Linked DNA regions of Rattus norvegicus: region 1 is linked to region 2. A link is a contact called in public Hi-C data. All regions are on one chromosome and are shown on one strand. The core of a region is the stretch at or near the end of the contact, and the rest is flanking DNA. Distances in the headings are between cores, read along the strand shown. Region 1 holds the start of Pnpla3 (patatin-like phospholipase domain containing 3). Region 2 overlaps Pnpla5 (patatin-like phospholipase domain containing 5).

The links. A called contact is a pair of places that touch in the nucleus more often than the background predicts.
Region 1: a Hi-C map of liver shows a contact between it and region 2, with 5 times the contacts expected there. The contact joins the promoter of Pnpla3 here to the enhancer-like site in region 2. A contact is called at or near these places in 3 of 12 Hi-C or Micro-C datasets (kidney and liver).

The regions. Positions count from the first base shown.
Region 1 is chr7:117,171,339-117,176,088 of GRCr8, forward strand. It overlaps Pnpla3 (patatin-like phospholipase domain containing 3), which reads left to right and starts at 2,190. Exons shown (of 9, transcript NM_001282324.1): 1 at 2,190-2,422. The coding sequence starts at 2,236.
Region 2 is chr7:117,126,599-117,130,851 of GRCr8, forward strand. It overlaps Pnpla5 (patatin-like phospholipase domain containing 5), which reads right to left. Exons shown (of 9, transcript NM_001130497.1): 7 at 2,865-2,991; 8 at 970-1,086; 9 at 1-374. The coding sequence ends at 266. Among named protein-coding and RNA genes, the nearest start is that of Pnpla5, 8.3 kb to the right of the region's middle. Within about 2 kb of position 2,498, at least 2 of the 93 cell types and tissues checked have an H3K27ac peak or open chromatin away from gene starts, as enhancers often do. A contact at or near this core is called in liver, where this site is marked.

The DNA of each region.
Region 1 (4,750 bases), core at 940-3,439, 44 kb after region 2:
CCATCAGACTACTGGGTTTCGGGGTTTCCTGAGGGCTAGCGGAGGAGCTTGGGTGTTGGGCAGACGCAGGCCTGGGATGAGGGAGAAGGAAGTAACTGGCACTGTGCTGTCTGCACGTACACTTAGTCTCACAGTGAGCCTCGCACATCTGTTTTTCTCTTCGGAGCACTAGGAAGCAGGCTATAACGTTGGGTGGGGGGGTTAAATGATGCTTATCAGGTGTGAGGAAGAATGCTTCCTGGTCTCTCTCAGCACAGGCGCATAGGCAAGAGGGCAATGCGTGGCCAGTGGATCCTTATATTTTTCTAAAGTTCAGACAGGAGACCAAGAGAGGAAGATGGACAAAAGGACACATGAACCATGAGAAAGGATGTAAAACTAATTTTTTCCCCTAGTTTCAACTCTGCCGTTGTTTTCCATAATGAATATGGGGATTCAACTTTCTGGGAATTGAAGTACCAAGAACCATCTTTAGATTGCAGAAGAATCCAGTCCATGCTCTTCCTTTGGGACATGACTCAGTGGGGTAGCTTTATAATCCTACACACCATGAAGGATTGCACACCACTCCTTACTGTACACATGCGCCGTGTATCCCTGGTCATCCTGGAATTCACTTTGTAGACCAGGCTAACCTTGAATTTGGAGATCCACTTGCCTCTGCTTCCCAAGAACTGGGATTAAAGGTGTGTGCCACAACAGCCATCTCAAAAAAAAAAAAAAAAAAGTAGGGTTGGGGATTTAGCTCAGTGGTAGAGCGCTTGCCTAGCAAGCGCAAGGCCCTGGGTTCGGTCCTCAGCTCCGGAAAAAAAAACAAACAAAAAACAAAAAAACAAAAAAAAAAAAGTATTTTTAAAAGAAATTTATTTTGTTCTGTGGGGTGAGGGATTTTGTAACTTTTTTTTAATCTTTTTTTCTTCTGCCTAAAACTGTATCAATCCATTTACTATAGGCCTGGAAAGATGGTTCAGTGGTTAAGAGTATACACTGCTTCTCCAGAGGACCTGGGTTAGATTCCCAGCACTTATACAGTGATTAACAACCGTCGGTAACTCCAATTCCAGGGGTTCCAATGCTCTCTCCTAGATTTCACGAGCATCAAACATGAATGTGGTAGGTACATAGATATCTAGTTCACCTAAATCTGAACCATTCTCCTCCGTAGACTCCTTCTTGACCAACCCCCTTTCCTCTTCTCCCCACCTTACAAAAACTTTGTCCCCGCCCCACTCCCTACTGTCCAATCACGTATCGCCTTGACATCAACCTATAGAACAGTCACAGACAGGACCAGAAACCATCTAACTCCTAGCTTTCCCAACTCCTGCCTTCATTGGCACCAGTCAATCGCTTTTTTTATTTCTAAGTGACACTTCGGCATGGAAACTTCAGGTCCTTCCTGCCTGGTGTTGTCTTCCTGTAATCCTAGTTACTTATGAGGCTCAGGCAAAGGGGTCAGAGGCTGAAGTCCAAGCTGAGTAACTGACAGAGACGGCTTGTTAAAAGAAGAAAGGGGCTGGGTGCAGCTTAGTGGTAAAGCCTTTGCCTAGCACGCAGGAGGGTCGCGGTTCTAGTACTGTAAAATTAAACAGGAGCTGAAAAGGTGGTTCGGCGGTTGAGAGCACAGCTGTTTTTACAGTGGACCAGAATTGGACTCCAAGCACCCACGCGATGGCTCACAATCGTCTGTAACTCCAGTACTAGGGGATTTCACGTCCTCTTATGGCCTCCTTGGACACTGCACACCCGTGGTGCGCAGACATATATGCAGACAAAATACTCATACACATGGGGTGGAGTGGGGGAGCCTAAGTATCTTTTTAAAAGGAAGAAAATCTTTCTCCATGAATTGAAAACGTACAGAAAGCAAAAGAAATAACGACAAAAACAGAAACCCTACAATAAAATAAAGGAAAGACCATATGTGGATGGTGGCATCTGTCGTGTAATAAAGAAAGGAGAGAGTGCCACCGGCATGCCATCCAGGATCTGAAAAAAAAGAGCCGCTTTGCCCAGCGAGCATCCAAGCCTACGATTAGGGAAAGCCCACGAGGGCGGGGCAGGAGTCCAGTACGCCCATTGGGCCTCCCACTGGCTTATTTGCATGGTCCGAGCGGGGCGGGGCATTGGCTGACGTCACCCGAGGACTGCTTAGGCGGCTGCGGCTCCTTAAGCTCAGAGCAGCAACGCCCGGAGCAGAATTGAGCTGCATCGCCTTCCGGAGCCTCCAGCGCCATGTACGACCCAGAGCGCCGCTGGAGCCTGTCGTTCGCAGGCTGCGGCTTCCTAGGCTTCTACCACATCGGGGCTACGCTATGTCTGAGCGAGCGCGCTCCGCACATCCTCCGCGAAGCGCGCACTTTCTTCGGCTGCTCGGCCGGTGCACTGCACGCGGTCACCTTCGTGTGCAGTCTCCCTCTCGGTGCGTCCACGGCCACTACCCAAACACCGCGTGCGGGGAGGGGCGCTCCACTTGGGGAATCGGTAACACTTTCCGGGGTGCCCAAAGAAACCTGTCCAGAGAGCTCTCGCCCTTCCCAGTGTCGTTGGGCACCCATCTGGAGACCCGGGGCCTGTCACCTGGCGTGGAATTTCCCTGGGCCCGCGGCAGCAGACGCATTCTGCACAGGAGACTCTTGAGCATCTTTTTCCCGGCCCACTCCAGCGCTCTGGTTTGAAATGGGTCCCCAACTCGGGTCCTGCCAGCTGGGTCGTCCCAGAACAGCAAAGAACGACTCAGGTTTGTTGGGTTCTCTGGTCCCTGAGCCGCAAAAGGTTTGTCCTGTGTGGCTCTGGCTAGAGACCCATAGTGGGTGCCGCCAGAGGGGCAGAAGGCACCCAGACTAGGACATCCTTGGTGGCAGTCCAACCCTCCGGTCGCCTTTAGAGGTGGCTGCTGGGGGCGGGGTGTATGGGTTAGAGAAGTATTCGGAACACTCCCTAGAAGCTGGAATGGGTTCCCAGACAGGTTCAGTTCCACCCTCTCCTGTCTTCACTAGCCTGGGCAAGCGGCCCTTCCCAGATCGATGTCACTGGCAGTGACATTCTGGGCATTTGAATCTTGGCCTAATTAAACATTTGCCCATGCACCCATGAGCGATAGGAGACGAATTTACGCTCCTCTCCCTCTAAACTACTAGGATGTGATGCCCTCGCCAGAGTCATAGCTGGATGCTTTTGAGGTTGTGGGCAGGGCTTGGCTACGTGCCCACGGGAGAGGTCTCGAGGCTGCATGATAATGTCCCGCATCAACCCTCATTGATCTGGGCCTCTTTAACACTTTACTCTTTGCTCTGCTGGCCAGAGCCAGCAGGCAGAGACTTTGGCAGGCAGGGAAAGCCCCTGCTGTTGGGCGGAGCTCTGCCATTGGACAGGATCAGTGAGCAGACCCTGAGCTGATGCGACTCTGGGATTAGAGGACAAGCAAATCTGGCTGCGTGCCTGCTTGTCTGTCTTCCCCAGTGAGGGAGGGAGACGGGGAGTAAAGGGCAGTAAGAGTGGCCTCTGGGAAGACTACATCAGCCCAGTGGCCATGACACACCCTGGGCTTCAGCACTAAAGGCAGTTCCTTTATGGGGGCTCTGAGTCCCAACAGGGATGGATTATTGGGACAAGGTTTAAATGCATCGGGTCCCAGGAATCTTAAACACACCCACTTTTGTATAGAGCTGTGGTTCTCAACCTGTGGGTCACGACCTCTCTGGGGGGTCTAATGACCCTTTCACAGGGGTCGCCTAAGACCATTGGAAAAACAGATATTTACATCATGATTCATAACAGCAAAATCACATTATGAAGTATTGAGGAAAATAATTTTATGTTTGGGGTGGGGGGAGACCACAACATAGGGGGGGACCACAACATGAGGGACTGTATTAAAGAGTTGCAGCACTAGGAAGATTGAAAACCACTGATAAAGAGGGTGTTTGTAACTGCAGCCTGGGGCTGTCCTGTCAGATCACAGAGAGGGCAGAATGACAGATTATCTCTGGTGGGAGCTGTGTAAGGTGCACTGCCCAGGGCTTGGAGCAGGCACAGGTGTTTGGGGCATCGGGGTGGCTGGACTCGGCAGAGCAGGCAGATGCAATCGGCCGCCATGAGTTCATCCTCAGGCAAGGCTCAGCAATGGGTAGGGTTTGCTGGGAGTCAGAGTTGGATCAGGACAGGGTGGGATACGCCTGTCCTTCTGGAACTCTGATTCATGTTGTTTAGGCCAGGGCAGAGTGGGTGGGCCAGAGGGACGTGGTGTGAAGAATGAGGGCAGATGGGCTGTGGGTATGCCGTGTACCTACCTACTGGGCAATCTGGGAAGTCTGGGCTCAGAGGCTTACACGGAGACTAGTCACTCAGCAGCCTTTTCTGGGTTGAGCATTTTATAGATGTTATTTTACTCAATCCTTCCTGTCTCCAAAAGTGAATACATTTCTGCTCTCCTTGAAAGAGGCAGTCTAGTGGCTGGAGAGATGGCTCAGTGATTAAGATCGCTTACTGCTCTTGCAGAGGACCCAAGTACAGTTCCCAGTACCTGCTCGGCAGCTTGCTGACCACCTATATTCTAGGTCCTGGGAATGTGATGCTCTCTTCTGACCTCCATGCACACATGTGGTGCACATAAGCTTATACACACATATGCACTTAAATAATCTTTTTTTAAAAAAAAATTAAAGTCATTCTGAGGTATAGGCAGATGGCTGCGTGCTTTCCTCTGTAAGGGGCAGAGGTCAGATTAACATTTAGGTCCAGGCCTGCG
Region 2 (4,253 bases), core at 1,248-3,747:
GGGGATCAAGGTCCCAGGAACAGCTGCAGAGAGCCCTTGTTCCGTGCCAGGAAACCACCTGCCCACACAAGAAGCACATGACACAGCATGGACAGGAAGCCAGGTCTTTATGCCAGTAATTCAGCAACCTCTCTGAGTTAGGAGCTGAGCTCAGAGATCCTGGGGGATGCTCCAACACAGGCCACCTGCCAGAGTCACTCCAGCAGGCGTAAGCACACAAGACGAGGGCAAGGACAGAGTTCAGAGGGTCACACATGTGGCTGGCCTAGCCCAGTGCACAATCCGCCAACCTGTGGTTCAAGGGCCTGTTCCCAGCAGCAGCTGTCCCCTGCTGCTGCCAGAGGAGACCAGCGTCTGCACTGGTGACAAGTGGGCTGTAGAGAGAGGAGGAACCATGTGTGAGTTCAAGACCTGGATTTTGATGAAGGTAGAGTGCGCCATAAGGGGCAGCCCCTACAGGGAGCAGACTACCTTCATCCCTGGCCCTCTGAAGGAACTCTCAAGTCCTCAGCAGGACCAAACAAGAGAATAGCTGGATACCAGGGGGGCTTTTCCAAAGAGGCTAGGGACAGGGTGGGACACTGGGTCTCCGGCAGCAAGAAATCAATCAGAAAAGAGCCCAGCAGTCCCCAGCCACTTGGAGCCAGCCTTGCTGAGGCTCTGGGGGGTGGGGGGGTGGAGACATTCCAACCACAGAGCCATGATAAAGATCCCCAGCAGGCTGTCCAGACTGGCCAGCGTGACTGGCTAAGAGATCCCAGACACTGGGCAGTACACATAGCACCCTCAGCTGGACAGACAGAAGGACACGGTATGTGTGTGAGGTTCTGTGTATTAGGTGCACGACACTAGGTGGATACTGTGCAGTAAGTGCTAGGTGCTGAGTTCTATGAATTGGGTGCTGGGTTCTGAGTGCTGGGTAGTGAATGAGGGCAGTGTGCTAACCCTCCAGCCCCTCCCCCGCCTCACCTGCCCAAGCTGAGAAGCCATGACTTCGCCATGGAGTAGACCTTGAGGGTGGTAGTCTTCAGTAGGCCCTGCATCCAATACAAGTCATCTGGCACCTCCGGCAACCATTGCATCAGCCTGTGAGAAGGGCAGTGTCAGCTTCTCAGGGAGCCCGGGGATGATCAGAGATGAGAGAGGAGAAGGAGGAGTGCCCAGGTTAGGCAAGATCATCTCCGGATGACCGCATGGGGAACATGCATGGTCGGATGACTTGAAGTAGACTTTGAACTTTAGGGAGGGAAGGGGCATGGGGTCAACTCCCACAGAGTTCCGGTGGGAAGAGTGTGGTGTGATGTTAGCTTAGAGGCCACTCTGCTCTGCAACCTAGGGATTCAGAGGACCTCTCTGGGGCTCAGCTTTGCTCACCTTCCAAATGAGGACCATCTGCCTACAATCCCTTCCCCTATTTATCTCTTTCCATCCCTCTTTCCTGCCCCATGTTACTCATCCACGTTCCCTTCATGAAAAGGCCAGTGTCTTCTGCTCCAAATGCCCTGTGTGTGGATCATAGGAAACCGGAAGGACAGACGCGGTACGTTCTGAGCTGTTTCCAGCAGGCCATACCACAGAGATGCCTAGATTTTATATCCCTTTTATTTCCTTTCATCAGCTTGTGGTTTTAGCAAACAGCTCTGTGTGGGGTGAGGCTGTCAGCAGGATGGTGTCTCCCAGCTTTGGGCCACTAGTTGTTTAACACCAGTGCCAACCTGATCACTAACTCCAGGCAGTCCAACACAAGAGTTCTGGGGTTCACCATCATAAGTATCTAAGGAAGAGGCTTTTTAGAAGCACAGATTCTCAGGTGCTGGGGCACATAGCTGGAATGCAAGGCAGAGGAAGTCTTGAGTTCAAGACCACTGTGGATTACAGAATCCTCTGGATTACAAAAACACTCTGGATTGTAAGATTACAAGGATCCTTTCTCAGAGAAAACACTGGCTCTCCTTACAGTGCCTCTGTGTCTTGATGAAGCTTGTTCACCTGACCACAAACCACATGTGTCTGTGTGTCTGGCACTGGTCGTTCTCTAGTCCTAGCTCATACATTCACCAGCTTTCCCTATACTCTCCTCCCCTTGGGTTCCTAGGCTATGCTTGACTTCCTTCTGCCCCAGGACCTTTGCACACCACACCCTGTCCACCTGGAAGGCTTCTTCTTCTTTGCCTAACAGACTATGGCCCATCCTTAAAACTATGATTCAGATGTCATTGCCTGCCTCCCCTGAACAAAGAGTTCTGAGTATGTGTCAGGCTAGCTCTGAGTATGTGTCAGGCTAGCTCCATGCTAACATGGCTCTCTCCTAGAAACTCAAAATGCACAGGTGGTGTGGCTGGCTGTGAGCTTCGTGCTCCACCAGACCAGGAGCCAAGTCAGGATCAGCCTGGTTCTCTCACCCCAGGCTAACACCCAGTCCTATGTCACCCTCAGCAGCCAGTGAGTGAGCACAGGAAGCAGCATAGTCCACTAACCCAGCAGGGAATGCTCAGCTGCAGCCAGACAGACCTGAACAAACCCTGTTTTAGGAAATGTGCTATGACCCAGAGAGGTCAGGAGAATGGGCCTACACCACACAGCCAATCTGAGGTAGATCAGCTGAGAGAGTCGCCAAGGGCATCATCCCATGGTCACAGAAGCTCTGCCATGGGTCAGAGGGCAGAAGGTCACAGAACAGCCTAAGTACTAGCCAAAATTCGGTGTAGCCAACAAGATCACGTCCCTAGCAGTTCTTTTGGCACAGCCTACCCAGGCACTCCATGGGCCAACCCATGGCAGGCAGTGTGGGGGAAGGTGCCATCTCAAGCCACCTAGTCACCCTCACTGGCCACAAGCCTCCCCCTCAGCCCAGGCTATCTCACCTCCTGCTCCGGAAATAGGCATACTCAAAGGGCAGCGTACAGGGCAAAAGCAGGTAGGTCAGCACCTTCCCTGGCACTGAACACTGGATTTGGGCCCAGAAGTCTCTCTTGCATGCCTTTTTCAATGCTGCAAGACAGGAAGAGGCCCACGACTCCTTGGTACCCTCGGGCTGTGGAGTTGTCTCCCCCTAGCCACCCCAGGTCACCCTGGGGCCATCAAGCCTTGTGGTCCCCAGGAGATGAAGACAGTATTCACCCTCAGCGTCTCCATACTGATGGAGCCATAGCTGCCAGCAGGGGTCACCCTCTACACACCCCGCTTAACCCACTGAGGCCCCCTCCAGAAGAGGAGACTAAGGGTAGTTCAGAAGTGCCCAGGGAGAGTCTCTTCCAGGAAGAGGCAGAGCCTGTCAGGCTCAGGTACTGAGCTCTACTTTCCTGTCCTCCTAACCAGGAGAAGTTCATGGTGGTGCCTTGGATAAACGAGTCTCCCCAGCCCTTTCTTACAGCAATAGCCCCAACCTCCATGTTGCCAGGCCCAAGCCCCTTAGTTACCATGCTAAGCAGGGTGGGAGTGACTGGTCAGAGCAGGAGCCAGAAGGCCACTGCAGACTGCTGGTAGCCCAGACTGCAGCTCAGATTGCAGGCAAGGAAACAACACCCAACTCCATCGGGCACTACTCTTGGGAAGTGGGTTCCCAACAGAACATTCCTCCAAGGCAGTGAGTGGGTGGGGAGCCCGGGGTATCTAACCATTAGACTTACCCTCCCATTTCCTACTCCAGCCAGCTGTAGTGCACAGGGGCAGTAACCACACCCCACTGATTCCAAATTCAGAAGCCTGGACCTAGGGCTCAGTGATGACCAAAAGCCTTCTGGATATAAATCAATCTCTTACTTCCTCAATGCCTCTTCTTGAACCTTCACTATCACCTCACTCTCTTTGGCCACTGCCCTCCCCATCTAACTCCACTGCACCCCACCCCTACCCCCTCGGTTGTGGTTTGAATGAGAATGGCCTCATAGATTTGGATACTTGCTCCTTGATTGGTGGAAGTGTTTGAGAAGGATTAAGGGGCGTGGCCTTGGAGAAGGCGTGTCACTGGGGGCAAGCTCGAGATTTCAAAAGACTCCTACCAGGATCTTGAAAGTTGAGACAGGGGCTGGAGAGATGGATCAGCAGTTAAGAGCACTGGCTGCTCTTCCAGAGGTCCTGAGCTTAATTCCCAGCAACCACATGGTAGCTCACAACCATCTATGATGGGATTTGATGCCCTCTTCTGGTGTGTCTGAAGACAGCGACAGTGTACTCATATAAATAAAATAAATAAATCTTTTTTTTTTTTTAAAAAGAGAGGGGGTTGGGGATTTAGCTCAGTGGTAGAGCGC